Regions from separate parts of the Ovis aries genome. Here region 2 is linked to region 1. The links are chromatin contacts, called in public Hi-C maps. All regions are on one chromosome and are shown on one strand. Each heading gives the region's core, a stretch centred on a gene start, on an enhancer-like site or on the middle of the called end of the contact. The rest is flanking DNA. Distances are from core to core; before and after follow the strand shown.

Evidence for each region. Hi-C and Micro-C count contacts between places; a contact is called where the count stands out from the background.
Region 2: a contact with region 1 is called in a Hi-C map of hypothalamus, with 5 times the contacts expected there. The contact joins the enhancer-like site here to the promoter of DPYSL5 in region 1. A contact is called at or near these places in 8 of 16 Hi-C or Micro-C datasets (hypothalamus, liver, muscle and 3 more).

Annotation. Positions count from the first base shown.
Region 1 is chr3:33,944,004-33,951,878 of ARS-UI_Ramb_v3.0, reverse strand. DPYSL5 (dihydropyrimidinase like 5) reads right to left here and starts at 2,972. Exons shown (of 13, transcript XM_004005741.5): 1 at 2,846-2,972.
Region 2 is chr3:34,005,405-34,013,279 of ARS-UI_Ramb_v3.0, reverse strand. It overlaps DPYSL5 (dihydropyrimidinase like 5), which reads right to left. Exons shown (of 13, transcript XM_004005741.5): 3 at 1,849-2,007. Among named protein-coding and RNA genes, the nearest start is that of MAPRE3, 49 kb to the left of the region's middle. Within about 2 kb of position 4,094, at least 10 of the 54 cell types and tissues checked have an H3K27ac peak or open chromatin away from gene starts, as enhancers often do. A contact at or near this core is called in hypothalamus, where this site is marked.

The sequences.
Region 1 (7,875 bases), core at 1,723-4,222:
AAAATCCCAGGGACGGTGGAGGCTGGTCAGCTGCTGTCTATGGGGTCGCACAGAGTTGGACACGACTGAAGCAACTTAGCTCCCACATTGCAGACAGATTCTTTACTGTTTGAGCCACCAGGGATCCAATATAGAGATTCCTGGTTTTCACTTACCCTGGAGATAGACAGGCCTATTATTTTAGTTAAACACATCCAATGAACAACATTCCAGCTAGTCCTTTGTAAATACTGAGAGGCACCTCTACAAAGCATCCTCCTTTAATAAAAGTATCAGGACATAGCCTACTGTTGCTACTGCTGTGTATAGCCCAGGTAGGAAGAATTCACACTGTCAGCTACCATATGTGCTGGGGAATAGCTGACAGTCACATCACAGTCCATCAATCCGAGTAAAATCTTGAGGTTTCAAAGCCAGGTTATGAGAGCCCAAAGGCTCATCAGTCAACTTCAGGCCAAATATGTCACAGCGATTTTTCCTATGATGGTCTGCTCGTCATTGAGCCAAGCTTCTTCCTTCACTCTTGGAATAAAAATGCTTCTGTCTTGCTTTTTGTTTGTTTTGTCTTTTTAAAATGAATGACCATTTAAAAGTATAAGTCTATGCTAAAGAGTCTACCTTTAATATCAACTAAACAATCATCAAAGAAAATCTGTAAAACTGAATGTTGGCTTCTGGCTGTCATCTCACATGTTAAGACGCTGCTAGCCTGGTGTGAAAGACACCAAGCAAGCAAGACTGAATGCAAGCAAAGCTCTGTTGAGTCCTTTTTGTGTTTCCATTTCTGTCCATCTGCTTTCCCATGGGCAAGGAGACGCCTCCTATCACAGAGTTGTCCCTCTCTTAGGTCAGCAGACACTACAAGTGAAATCTGCAAAGGATGGATACACTGGCTTGGGTGTGGTCACCGGCAAAGGGAAGCACTGGTCCCCTAGCTGCCGGCTTTAAGACCAGGAGCTGCACCCACAGCGGGTAATCTCTACGACTGCGTCTCTTCCATTTTGTCAGAAACCGCACCAGCCCTGATTGCTCCCTCTAAGAACGCACAGCGCAGGCGTCCGCCTCTTCAGACAAAGCGGGCTACTCAGGGAGCCCGCTCCGTACCGAGGCGACCTCCACAGGTCTTTCCCCACCCCGACCGTCTCGTTGGTTGGTCAGCAGCAAGGGGCAGGGGGCGGTGCCGCAGCCAGAAGGTACCAAAGCCAGGGGCGGCGTCTGTCTGCGGGTCCCACAGTCTGGGGGGCGGGATGCGCGACTCACATCAGAGAATTACCAGTGGGGTTTGTTGCCCTAACACAAACCCCAAGAGAAGAGCACGTGCCCTTTGATTTCTCCGGGAGGGTTTTCTGCACCAGAAAACTGCACACTCGAGTTCCAGGGGTGCCCTAGCTCCTGGTGCGGAGGACACCAGTGCCGGCTATTGTTCTCCGGGCCTCCCGGGAGGGAAGCGGCCCCCATTTCGCCTCCCTGGCATCACCTGCCGCTGGACCAAGCCTTTCAGCTCTGCGAAGAAAAGGGTGTGCCTGTGGCGCTGCGGATTATCACAAAACCCTAAACGAGTCCCTAAGGGCTGGTGTCAAGCCGGGAGACAAAGCTCCTCACAGGGACAGCCGGCTCGGTCCCCGATCCGCCATCCCGAGTCCGTCGCCCGGTCCAAGAGCCACGCCCAGCCAGCCACAGGACCGCCGGGCCCCTCGCCTGGGCTGAGGGTCTTCGGGCCGAGACCCGCCTCCCCCCACCCCCCAGCTGCCTGCCCCTCCCTTCCCTGGAGACCTCCCTCCCCAGGGAGACCCCTCCCTCTCATCGCGTGGGTCTCCTCCTCCCCAGCGTCTACTCTTCTCTAACCCAGGCAGTCTCCACCCTCCCGCATCCCTCCTCCCCTCCACATCCTTCATCAGCCCCAGCCTCGCCTCGCGCCACCTGCTCCGAGCTCCGACCCTCCCTGCTCAGACCCTTCTCTTTCCTCAAACCTGTTTCCAGTTCCCCGTGCTCCCACCCATCCCTATGTTCGCATCTTTGCTCAAACGGAGGCCTCGCCTCCGCCTCTCCATCTCAGCTCCTCTCCAACTCTGACTCCTGCCTCCTCCCCCGGTCTGGGGCGTCGCCCGCCAAGATCGATGCCCCCGGGAGCGCTCCCGCGCTGGGCTCGGGCGAAGGGACTCCGCTTGGCGCCCGCTCTGGGCTGGGCAGCGAAAGGCGGTCTTTGTGGTTCAGACAGGTGCCTCCAGAGGCGGCCGGCGAATAGTCTACCCGTTAGCCGGACGTGGACGGGCCGCTGGGTCCGGTCCAGACTGGGCAAACTCCAAGCCGGAGGCGAGAGGGACAGAGGGTGTGTGTGTATGCCGGGGGCGTGGGGCGGGCGGGGGGCGGGGGGGAGGCGGGAGGTGATCCGCGCGGGCAGAGGACGGCGCCGATTTAAGGTATTGGGCAGGACGGGCCCACGGCCAGAGAAGCCCCCGCCCAGCCCTCCAGTCATTCACTGCACCTCGACGAGGCTGGGCGTCTACTGTGTCCTAGGAGCGAAACCCTTCCACCAAGCCAGCCTCCTCACCCCAGTTCTTTGCAATCCCACGAGCATCTATTAAACGCCTACTATGAATAAGGTACCGCTCGGCGCTCCGGGAGCTCTGTGGGCTTACAAAGAGGAACCGATTCGGGTCCCAGTTTAGCCCGAAAAGGCTGCCCCGAATTCCAAACCACACCTCCCGCCGCGTTCCCAGCAGCCGGTTCCCTAGGCGCACTCCGACCCCAGCTCTATTGTGCCCCTCCCAGAGAAACAGATTGTGTGAGATGGACGTCCCAGCCCGGGGAGAATAAGCCCACCGCCCGCCCTGCCATCACCCACTCCTCCGGGATGCCGCGGCTGCGGGGTTCTGTCGGTGGGTGGGTTCTCCTCCTGTCTCGCCGCGGCGCCGGCGCTGCGGGTGCTCTGGGCGGCGCGGCTGCACGCGCGCTCGCTCGATAGCCGCCTTGGCGCGCGGGGGCTCCGAAGTCCGAAGCGGCGAGCGGGGGAGGGGACTTGGGTGGGGGCTGGAGGAGGCCTCCGCCAATCATGGGAGCGACAGCTCCTCCCCAGCACTCCCCACCTCGCGCTAGCAGGTTAGGGGGAGGCGGGGACCGGCGGCGCCCTGCATCCTCGGCGGCGCGCGCGGCCACCGCCTGGGGACTACAACTCCCGACAGGCCCTGCCGAGGGGCCAGGGTCCGAGAGGGGAGGAAGGGCGCGGCCCGAGAACCAGCCGACCCCCGGGTGCCATTCTCCGCGTTCCTTCGGATTTCCATGGTGACTCAAGACACTTCACAAAGCCCAGGCGCTTGGACGCGCTGATGCACGGGTCCCCTGGGACGGCTACCGCGTCCCCTCCCCCCACAAGACCCCACCCGAGAGGCTGGAACAATGTCCTCGTCGCCTCTCCTCGGCTGCTGGCTGCTGCCGGCCCTGTCCTTCTCTGCAGGCCGGGCTAAGGCCGCCTGATTACCGCCAAGATCCAATCCTACCCTGGGTGCCCAGCGGAATTGTAGGATGGAGAGGGCGGGATGTAGTTATAGGAAAATGTTCCCATGTACAACGTGATCGGCCACGCGGGGCCACCTCAGTTCGCATCTGTTCCTTCTGGGGCCTCGAACCCGGAGTTCATGCTCTCGGCTACCGCTTCTCCATCCAGGGCTCTCTGGTCCAAGCTGCCCGTCCAGTTTCTTGAAACCTCCTATCAGGGCATGGTGAAGCCTTTGGAAATGTTTTGTAACTCAATTTACCTTCGCTTCACCCTTTTTCTTCAACTTTTGCATACACACATAATCTAACAAAATCAACAAGTCTAAAAAGGGGAGGATCACCAGGCCTTTACCTCCTTCCAAATAGCCTCTCAACCCTTTACCGGTTATCTGTTCTTTCCTGTAGTTGTAATAATAGCTTAGATACAGTTCAGTAATTTGCCTGAACTTAATGCGTTGCTGTTGATACAGTGTTAAAATGCAGCACTGAGTCCTCATTCCAACCTGAGGGAACCCCAAGGGGCTGCTGCAGAAGCACCTCCCCAGGAGGGCCCCTGGGAAGTGGTGAAGATGGGGGAGTTCCCTGACTGTAGCTGCACAACCATGGCCCCAAGAGATGTTTCTCCTGGCAGGATATTTTCAAACAAAACTGTGCTTCATTACACCAGAAGGCCTTCCCACCGACCACCACACCCCGACCCTGTCTCAGCAAAATCTGAGGGTGCCTGGCCTCCAGAGGGCCCACGGAAGTGAGGTCTCATTGGGTCACTTGCTCTGTGCTCCTTTGCTGTAGGCTCAGAGCCTGCAGCCCACTAGGCTGGCAGTTGGACCTCACTTCTGGATTACCACCACAGAGCCTCCACTTTTCCTGGGAGGAAGGTTTACTTTTCCACTCCCTCTCACATCCTGAGCTTATGCAGGGAGACCAACTTCCATCCCCCCGCCCCCAACCCACCCCGGCCCCCATTGAGCATTGTTAGTTGTTAGCTGTCCAGTCTCCAAGTCATGTCCAACCATTTGAGACTCTATGGACTGCAGCACACCAGGCTTCCTGGGCTATCACTATCTCCTGGAGTTTCCAAAATCTCATGTTCATTGAATAGGTGATACCATCCAACCTTCTCATCTTCTGTCACCTCCCTTCTCCTCTTGCCCTTAATCTTTCCCAGCATCAGGGTATTTTCCAATGAGTAGGCTCTTCGCATCAGGTGGACAAAATATTGGAGCTTTAACTGACGACCTCAAAGCATTTCCAACCCAGAAGAGGATGGAATGTGCTTGTGAAAACATGGGGCAAATGGCTCCTCCTTCCGCCACTGCTCCAGCTTGGGGAAGTACCAAGGGATTTCCCTAGGCTGGCCAACTTCTGCTGCTGTCCCAGGGATTTGGGCAAAATGAGTTGAACTTGAGGGAGGTGGAGTGGATCTGGCGCAGGGCAGCGGGGTGCACTTGCACGGTCCAGGCTGCACTTTTTGCCTAAGGAGGAGGGAGCCCTCTAGTGGCAGTAAACTTTCTCTGCAGCATTTAATGGACCTCACGTTTGGACTTCTGCTTCTTTGCTGTCTTGGGTGGGCCTGCCTCCCCAGGTCAGAAAACAGCTGCCTAGAGGTTCTTTGTTGGCCTCAGGCATTGCTGAAAGTCACATTCAAACATGAGGTTGTAAATGGTCCCCATAGTTGATTTTAGTTCTATGTATTTTTAACTTAGGCTCTGTCTCTTGGAAAGTAGAAGGAAAACAGGGCTTGGGGTTCACACATTTCTAGGTTGGAATCTTTGCTCTACTTTCCGGATACTTGACTTTGAGAAAGTTACTTGGTCCATTTGAGCCTTAGCTCCCCAGAGTGTGGGGACCATGTGTGTGTGCTAAATCGCTTCAGTCACGTCTGACTCTGTGCGACCCATAGACTGCAGCCCGCCAGGTTCCTCTGTCCATGGGATTCTCCAGGCAAGAAAACTGGAGTGGGTTGCCATGCCCTTTTCCAGGGGATCTTCCCGACGCAGGGGTAGAACCTGCATCTTTTAACATCTCTGCTTTGTCAGGGGGTTTCTTAACTGATCGGTGCCACCTGGGAAGCCGAGTGTGGGGACCATAATACATTCTTTTAACCTTGCTGTGATAATTACATGAAGAAATGCATATAAAAGGCATAGTACACTACCTAACATATAGCATACACTCAACAAATGTAGCTATTATTGTTCATTTATTCAACAATAAGTGGTTATTGAACACTGTGCTACCATTATAACAAGCACAAAAGGAAATATGTTGTGACTTTTATTGTAAAGCTCCCACGACCAGCTTAGGTGAAGTGGAATGGCAATTTGGGCAAGAGAAAAATCAGTTCTGAACAGATCATCAGCTGGATTTGAATTTCACCTGGATATTGACTTGCTGAATTCTTCTAAGCAGAGGTCTGAGATTCCAGGATGAAGGAGTTAAAGTTTGTGGGTAGTGAAGCTGAGGGGAAGACAGCTGAGGATTTCATCATGGCTTAAAAGTCAAGTTCGTGGATGGAGGTAGGAAGAGAGAGGAATGGCAAGGTAGGCTGGAGTCAGGGCCTTCACAAAACTCAGGACTACTGGCTTTTATGAGAAAGTGTGTTAGGGGTTCAAAACTGTCTTAACCAGCAAGCTTTTATCTTTTTCTAAGAGTTTTTTGTTTATTTTTCTAAGTTGTTTTTTTTTTTTTTAATGTCTACCTTTTCTAAAGTCTTTATTGAATTTGTTGCAATGTTGTTTCTGTTTTATGTCCTGGTTTTTTGCCTTGAGGCATGTGGGATCTTAGCTCCCCAACCAGGGATCAAACCAACTCACCACCCCCACCCCTCCCCCACCACGTGGCACTAGAAGGCAAAGTCTTAGCCACTGAACCACTTGGGAAGTCTCCAATAGCAATCTTCCGAAGAATTGGCATGCAAAGGACTAGAAAGGGAGGGAGGAAAGACTAGTAGGTGTTGTTTGGTTTTTAAATATTTATTTATTTGGCTGCCCTGGGTCTTGGCTGCCACACTTGGGATCTTTAGTTGCAGCAGGTGAACTCTCAGTTGCAGCATATGGGGTCTATTTAGCACCTCCCTGGTGGCTCAGACGGTAGAACTTCTGTCTACAATGTGGGAGACCTGGGTTCGATCCCTGGGTTGGGAAGATCTGCTGGAGAAGGAAATGGCAATCCACTCCAGTACTATTGCCTGGAAAATCCCATGGACAGAGGAGCCTGATAGGTTACAGTCCATAGGGCCGCAAAGAGTCAGACACGACTGAGCGACTTGTGTGTGTGTGTGTGTCCCTGACCAGGGATTAAACCCGGGCCCCCTGCATTGGGAGCTAAGTCTAAGCCACTGGATCACCAGGGAAGTCTCTAGGTAGGTGTTTTTAGAACACATTTGAGCCTTTCCACCACCCCACATATGGCAGTAGCACTGCTCATTTCTTGCAGACGAGGAGATCCACATTCTGAGACACAGAGCAGCAGAACCATGTAATTCCGGGCCCCATCTGCCCAATGCAAAGCTGAGCTCTTCCTGCTCCAGCCTGCCCTCCCCTACAGAAGGTGACAGACGGTAGTGACTATGAATGAGTGACTCTCAAGGGAAGCCGAGACAAGTTACTGGCACTCAGAGGTTCCTCCTACAGTTTCACCTGTTCCTCCTCAAGGTACCCTCTGAGTAGGGTGTTCTCCAACATCCCTGAGGAGCTTCGTGCTAAATTTCTTCCTCTGCTTTCTCTTTCCACCTCTTCCCTTGGCTCATACTCCACGATAACCCTACTCTGGAGAACTCATTAGCCATTAAAAAAAGAATTGTGAGCCAGCAGTTAAATTTCTATATTCAGGTCAGCGCCACCGGGCGGGGGCCAAAAAGGCATCAGAAAGATGGACAAATGGACATTGCGAGAAAACAGAGGGAGCATGAAAAAGATCAGATAAACAAACAGGAACAGAGGAGAGTGAGACTGAAGTTTCGGACCCCAGAGCTGTGGCCACCCAGCCTGACACCGAGTCACGGGGGAGGGGACCTGGGAAGGCTGGGGGTGGCGGTGCTTGAGCTGAAAACAGCAAAGTAAATTCCTGGGGCTAATCACGACCCTTGAAATGCTGATGAGCTCTTCAAAAATTTAAATCTTTCCTTCTGACCTTGGAAACATTTTTTTTCTTTTTTTTTAAATAATTAATTATTTTTTAATTGGAGGATGATTGCTTTACAATATCGTGTTGATTTCTGCCATATATCAACATGAATCGCCATGGGTATACGTATGTCCCTTCCGTCTTGAACCTCCTCCCCACCTCCCACCCTCCCCCACTTCTCTTCCTTTATTTTTAAATTTCAAAGTTTAGTTTTGAAATAAAAGCTTGTCTTCTCTTGGAAACTCAATGATC
Region 2 (7,875 bases), core at 2,845-5,344, 60 kb before region 1:
ATGAGCAAATGCACACGGAAGTGCTTTGAAAATTGTCCAGCATGCTACAAATACAGAAACGCTATCTGGGCATGTTTCTCGTATCACATAAGCTTGTCTATATTTCTGTCTCCAAATCACCTTTGTTGGTAAATGCACTAATGACTTTCATAGCTTGGTCAGTTCCCTCCAACCCCATAAGGAAGGGGTGTTACAGAGAAGGTATACAAATACTAAAAATCCAGAGACCTAGGGAAAAAATCTAATTTAGGGACAAAGCCAAACATGAAATAACGCTATGTGAATAAGGAGATTGATCCCAGTACTATTTATACTAGGTTAAAAAATGGAAGAAACACTGGTCTGACGATAGGTAAATAAATTGCGATTCATCTACTTGACAGAACACTAAGTGGCCATAGCTTGATGGTCATGAAGACCATGCAGCCAAATGGAGAAGCTCATACTTAAAGCAGAAGAGTTACTATGTAAAAAGCAGGTATGAAAGAGACCAGAAAGAAATGAGCTAGAATAGCAATGGTCATTGTACTGGGGGTGACTGGATTATGAGCTTCCTTTCTTTTCTATTTTTAAAATCTGTGATTAGAAAAAATTTTTTGATTACCATAGAAAAGAATTTAAAATTCTAGATACATGAAAGTCCCCACAATCTCTGGGGAGTTATGGATGACTGGCTTGGCCTCAATGTTGAGGATCTGAGTGGATCCTTGATTCCAGTCCCTTGCTGGGGGAGGGAAGGGAGAGAGGCTCAGGGTAGAAGGGGTCGGGGTCACCCAACCAGGAGGGTGTCCAAATTGGACAAAACCTCCATCTAAGATAAGGGATGGCTGGCATTCAGTATAGATGGCATCTTCTGCCCGGTACCAGGAGGGGAGTCTTCATGTGGGAGGTGGGTGGCTCTGCAGCCTTTCATGAGCACCCTTTTGGAAGTAATGGGCAAGACTGGGTGAATTTCACAATCACAGCTTGTACTCGAGGACAGAAATGCAGTCAGGCTTTCAGTTACCAGCTCAGAAGGGAGTCAGCCTCTTTAGATCAGGGTCCCCAACTGGAGAACTTGGTAAAATCTCTTAATGCTTGTTATTTTTAAGATCCCAGGGCACCCACTCAAGTACTGGCTCATGATTGATGAACACTTGATGAAAGAATGAATACTCAGGCTGCTTCCCCGGGGGCAATAAGCAGTAAAAACTCCAGAAGTGAAGCAAAGTCTAAATGCCTGTGAATCTGTTTTCAGGAAGAACAAGGAAGTGGGAAGCCAAGGAGCAGGGCTTAGACTCTGGCCCTGGAGCCTGGGCAATGGGAGGCCAGGGTAGCCAGGGGCACAGAGGCTGAACTGAGACAGGGCCCGGTGGGAGGTGGCCTCAGGGCACTTAGAGCAGGAGCTGGGGCCCAGCAGAAAACAAGCACCCATTCTTTCTGGGTAAGATGGTAAGATCCATTCTTACCAGGTGGCAGAGTCAGGACAGGACTCTCTGTTCTGAGACCTCAGTGCTGTTACTTCCAGCACAAAATGATTCGATCCTGGGGGCTGACCCCGCTACTCAGCAGTGACCCCTTTGGTGTCAGTGGTACCTAATGTAAAGCATCAGGGCCTGGTGGTCAGAGCAAGGAGCTGGTGCTTCCTGTGTATGTGCTGGAAAACTGGCTCTTTAAATTAGGCAAGACAGCCCCCGCCACATAAAATCTTAAGTGCTCTTTGGTTTAGCATTTGGGGGAGTTAGGATGCTGGCGGGAGGGGCATTCCTCACTGTAGGAGAGTGTCACCCACAGCTGGCTCTCACTAAATGGCCCCTCCGCCAACAAGAGCACTGGTTCTCCTTTCAGGGTTCCGCCCAGCACTGTTACCTTGGGAGCCCACCAGGTGATCCCCACGTGGAGGGCATAGTCACAGCAAACCTTGGGGTCGGCCAGACCCCGGCACTTCTCGTAGGCTTCCACAAGGGACGTCTCCTTGTCAGGCAGGACATGGCCGATGATCATTGTGGTGCCTCCAACGAGTGCTGCCTGAGGGAGATGGGAGAAGCCATCTGGTTACATTTCTACCCACATGTGAGTCGCTGCATGGGGAGACACTGGGTCCTCCGGTGGATATTCAGGACAACCACTGACTCCCACATAGGAGGCAGGGAGGTCCAAGTGCAGCAGTGTTCGGGAAACTGCGAGGAGCTGGAGCTCCTGGGTTACACACAGGAGCCAGTGTGTAACCTTCATCATGACTGTGGACCCAACACGCAAGCCTGCTTCTTCCTCATCTTGGGCTGTGGCTCGGTGCTTTGGAAAAACCACTTAGTGTGTTTCCTCAGCCTCTACTTCCCAATGTGATGATTCACCCCAAATGATTTCTGACCAACTTGGATATATGAGTTAAGTGAAGTAAAAGTTGCTCAGTTGTGTCCAGCTCTTTGCGACCCCATGGACTATACTGTCCATGGAATTCTCCAGGCCAGAATACTGGAGTGGGTAGCCTTTCCCTTCTCCAGGGGATCTTCCCAACCCAGGGATCGAACCCAGGTCTCCTGCATTGTGGGTGGATTCTTTACCAGCTGAGCCACAAACGAAGCCCTGAATATATAGATTAGGTAATTTTATAATATTATTTGTAATATTATCTAGTTACAGATATACATGTAAACCATAATGAAGTTATAACATTATTTTAGTTACAGATATATATGTAAACCATAATGAATAAAATATTAATTTGAATATATTGTTTTGTTTTATTCTCTCACATTTCGTTTAGTAATTCTGGTCAAAGTTTTTATAGACATTTTCAAATCGTTATCTTTGTTTTCAGTTTTTCCAAGAACATTATTTCCATTTGACTTGTTTGAAATAGCATTTTAGGTCCTTGTCTGATTTATCAGTGAAAAACTACCCAGGGTTTGATCCCTGGGTCGGGAAGATCCCCTGGAGAAGGGAATGGTAATCCACTCCAGTATTCTTACCTTGAGAATCCCACGGACAGAGGAGCCTGGCAGGCTACAGTCCATGGGGCTGCAAAGAGTTGGACATGACTGAGTGATTAACATTATCCCTATCATTTTTAAAATATTTTGATGCAGAGTCTTTACCTTGTTGGATGGCTGTGAAAGTCAAAAGTATCACTTTGTAAAGTTTTGCCCTAATATGTGTGTGTAATTATTCAGAATTTAGTTGTTTATCTCTGTTTTCTGTATGGGAGGAAATCAGCACAATGAAACTGTCTTGATGATTTCATGCTTCTCTATTCAGTTAAATCCTTCATCACAAATAAGAAATATTGGGGAATAAGGAAGTGAAAAAAATTAGTTCAGTGGCCAACAAACAAATAAAATGAAAGCTCTTGCAACACTGATTTTCCATGCTGACCCTGGCTGGGTGGGTGAGACTTGTTGCCCTGTTGTCCCGGGAGATGCAGGGGCCTGACTTTTTTCATAACTTGAAGTAACCAACAGAGGGTGCTAGTTCTTCGGTTCACACGTAGGACCCGTGATGTGGGAGGCAGAGAGATGTAGGAAGGGGAAGAGTACCAGATTGTAGCTTTACTAGCTGGCTTCTATTTCGGATTTGGCTGGATGGTGCCAGGCTGATTCACCCTCACAGCAGGTGGTTGTAGTCTATTTTGTCCTGAAATGCATTTCTTGCTTTTATGTGTGGACACGGGGGTGTCTGGTATATTGGGATTTTACACACTAAACTGTTTTACTTCTTCTGGGGTTCTAGATTGTTTTCCTTTGCACTCCCTCGTCCATCTGTGGCCTTGCGTCAAAAAGAAGGGAACCTGGAAACAGCACAGTGGAATAAGAGAGCCAAGACAGTTCTTAATATCTGTGGGTTTCTGAGAGTAGAAAAGATCTACCTGCTGAATCTCTAGGTTGGCTCAGATCAAGCTAACAAACTGTTACATAGAATATATGCTAGGCACCTACTGTAACAGATACAACTTCATAATGACTGAGAAGGCTAGGCCTGAGTTCGCAATTGTGAGTCCTTGCAGTTCTGAGACTGCAGGAGATTTTGGCCTCTGCGTCTGCCTCCAGCCCACACCCCGCAACCCTGGATCTGTTCTGCAGCTGCAGATCTAAGCTCTGCTCACCCCTGCAAGATGCTGCCCTGGGGCTTGGTATGCACACAGTGGGGGTCTGGCCCCCAAGCAGACAGATACAGGCTAATATAGGCCCTGGCAGTGCTGAGACCCTTTGTCAGTGGATTCCAGGGCCCCAGAGTATAGTCCAGGATTTTGGGACAGTGGGCTCTGGGCCTGGAGGTCACCTGGAGTCCAGAGCTCATGGCAGAGACTCCTCTTGCCTGGGTCCAAGGATGGTAACTGAAAAGTGTTCTGGAAGGAGTCAGAAGCATCCAACAGTGGTCCTGACTATCACATTTACTGGTTGTAATCCTGTGTGTCTACTCTGCTCTGCACCTTGCCTCTGGAGGCTCAGAGAAGGTCAGGTGGCAATGGATGTGAGAGCAACTATCAGCTGCAAAGGGCATATAAATAGCTGGAATAGTCATTACTGCTGTTACCTCAGGCCTCAAAGCAAGTTTAACAGGAGTAAACATTCCTTCAGCTGCAGGTTTGGAGCCCAGAGCAGATGCTGGATGCATAAGCGCTGGTTTCCTCCCAGGCAAGATACACACAGAGCTGGCCTCTAAAATATGCACAGCTCCCACCCACGGAATGAATGCCGACAAGCTCAGTCTTCACGGGAATGTGGCATCACAGATGTGACGGACCTTTTTACTGTCATCCCACACAAAACAGCCTTATAGAAATCAACAGCAGAGCATGACCCAATCCTGTTCCGGAGGCTTTCAGAAGGATGATGTTTACGATAATCAAAAGGCAATGTGACTGTGTGACTCCTGAATGTTCAGAACTGTGTTTGTGCGAGAACAGGAAGCTGTGAAAGATCTTTAGAAATCGGTAGAAATGATGTTCATGGAGGCTAAGTCTCAACAGGGAACAGGGGTGATGCTATAATGAGTGAAAAAGGCAGCATTCAATATGTGTACCCAAGATGCTATAGAAGTGTGTTTAAATACACATCCACCCACACAAAGAAACAAAATGGAAGGAAATATACCAACACATTAACAATGATTGTTTTTGGATGATGAGATTCTGAGTAATTTATTTTTTTCTAATTTTCCGAAATTTCTCTCTCAAACTGTATTATTTTCATAATATACATAAAAATAAATTTGAGGGAAACTAAAGCTTTTTATATTTTAGTCAGCCATGTTTATATGCTTAAAATACTTTCTTTTAAAGTCATGAAACATTTCAACCATACAGTAAAGTACAGAACATAATACAATACATACCCATGAACCCATTACTCAGAGTTAATAGATGCCAATTTTTACTGTCTGTACCTTACATATTTTTTAATTAAAAAATGAAAGAAAATATTTTCAATATAATAAGAGCTCTTCATCTTAACATTTCCATCCCTCAACCCTGAGGTTGATATAAACTTCTCCCATCCATGTTTTACACTTTCACTGTATTTGCTTTGCAAATTAAAAAAAGGTACACAAATGGTTTTCTAACTTCCATGTTCTTTTGCAACTTGCTTTTTTAATTTGACATCTTTAAGATTCATTGAAGTACAGATATTTCATTTACTTTAATTAATTCACTGTATAGAACACTCCTCCAGGCATGTATTCATTTCTGAGTTCAGGGACACTGCTATGCACAGTCCTGGCGCATCCTCACCCACTCCAGGGCAGTCCCCGCATTCAGGGTATATGCTGCCAGGAAGGAGAACGGCTCCTTCCCAACACATGAGCATCTCCAATCATGCCAGACTTGACCATGGAACAGCTAACTCAGCAGGGCCTCCTGGAACCTGGTGGCTGACCAGAATGGCCCACTTATCAACCCAAGCCCTTATTTATTTATTTATTTTTTGACATAAACTACTTTCCAGCCAAGCATTCCCCACTGTGCATGTGGCATTCCTTTCTATTGAGAATGTAGACCTGACATCTCTCACTACTGAGTTAACATGGACTTTAGGACCCTTTGTTTAACCAGCAGACACAGCATCATTACATCCATTTGGCAGGATATGAAACAGAATTTTATTACTTCAAAGGGTTGCCATTATTTTATTTTTGATATTGATGACATACTGCTGGGTAAATCTGGATTGATTTGATGCCCAGTCATGTCACTTCCACTTGCCCCCTAAGGAAAACCAGTCTATGTAATAGTGATCCATTTTACGACACAGTTTCCAGGCATACACTTGGCAGGAACTCATACTGAACTCAACCTAAACCTGTTGTTATAAATGTCACCTTTATGCTTCAGAAGTTACAGACCACTGTGGGCACTTGGGGGTCTTTGTACTGACCGTGGACCTGCTCAGCAAGTTGAAAAGAAATTTCGTATGTAATTTATTTGCTGATATCACAGAGCTGGAAAGAATAATGCCTTGGCCTTTCCTGATGTTGTCAAGACAAATCTGGAGGGTCACTCTGTAGCATCTCCTACTTGCTGCAGGTGTAATCATATATTGCTAAGTTCCCAGCAACAATGTTTTTCTTTTTTTCCTCTACCCCTCCACTCTGCACCTCAAAGGAAAAAGTTTGATTCTCTAACTCCAAGGCCAAGAACCAACAGGTCAAGACACAAACTTGGTACCATGATGTTGAGAAGGCATTTGGGCCTGAGCTTATCTGTGGGGTTTTTCATTAAGAATGAGGGAAGGACTTCCTGGATCATATTTTCATACTGATGCTCAGAAAAGGGGGGGTGTTTGGGGGAGGTTATTGGAATCAGAAGAGCTAGATCTGCTACTATCTAGATGTACAGATTAACGGCAACTCAAATTTCACAGGGGGAACAATCCTGCACTGAGAATCAAATAACAATTTTTTCCTTTTGGCTGCATAGTCTTACTTGTCCCAAGACATGTGGGATCTTAGCTTCCTGACCAGGGATCAAACCTGTATCCTCTGCATTGCTAGGCAGATTCTCAACCACTGGACCACCAGGGAAGTCCCTCAAATAACAAATGTTTGTATGTGCTTTGTAAACTAAGTCCAATGCAAATATTTTAACGTCTCTTAACATGACTGAGAAAGTCATCACTTGTTCAAATGGATCTGCTTCTCTTGGAACTGCTGAACCGTTTCCTTTTCCTTTCACATTGAAATTATCTTCTATCTTTTACTCATATTTGCTTGAAGTACAGAGAAAAGAAATAACCAGCTCAGTGGTTTCTCCCTTGTGTTGAATAACTTCCTTCATCTTCAGATATCTGTTGGCTGCTTATGGGCCCTCTGGAAAGCCAGCTCTTAAGCAGCAGCGCTCCTTGGGATTCGAGAGACACTCGAAAGAAGGACCTGAGCATTTTGTTAAATGAGATGATGTATGATGGTACTTAGAACCATGCCTAGCATTCAGTAAACACCATTCTCATCGTGAAACATACAGCCACCAGCCAAAGCCAGCTCCATGGGTATACGGCTTGTGCAGTCCCACAGTGCCTTGTACTTAGAAGGGCTCTGTCCTGGTTTAATCCTTGTCATCTTGAAATTCTTGATAATTTTTGAATGAGGAGTCCCACATTTTTATCAGCTGCACTGACCTGATCTAGGGAAATCATGCTTTTAACAAGTTTACGTTGGCTTTACTGTCAATTCATCCAGCTCACGTTGAGGGCTCAGGACCACGACGCTTTCTGCCATAACTCCGTGCCAGGCCACTGGAATGCTGACCACTGCCTCCACCCTCTTTTTTTTTTTTTTTAATTTATTTTTATCTTTTTTGGTTGCACCCTATTCCCCAACCAGAGATCAAACCCATGTGCTTTACAGTGGAAGTGCAGAGTCTTAACCACTGGACCACTAGGGAAGTCCCCTTCTGTCTTC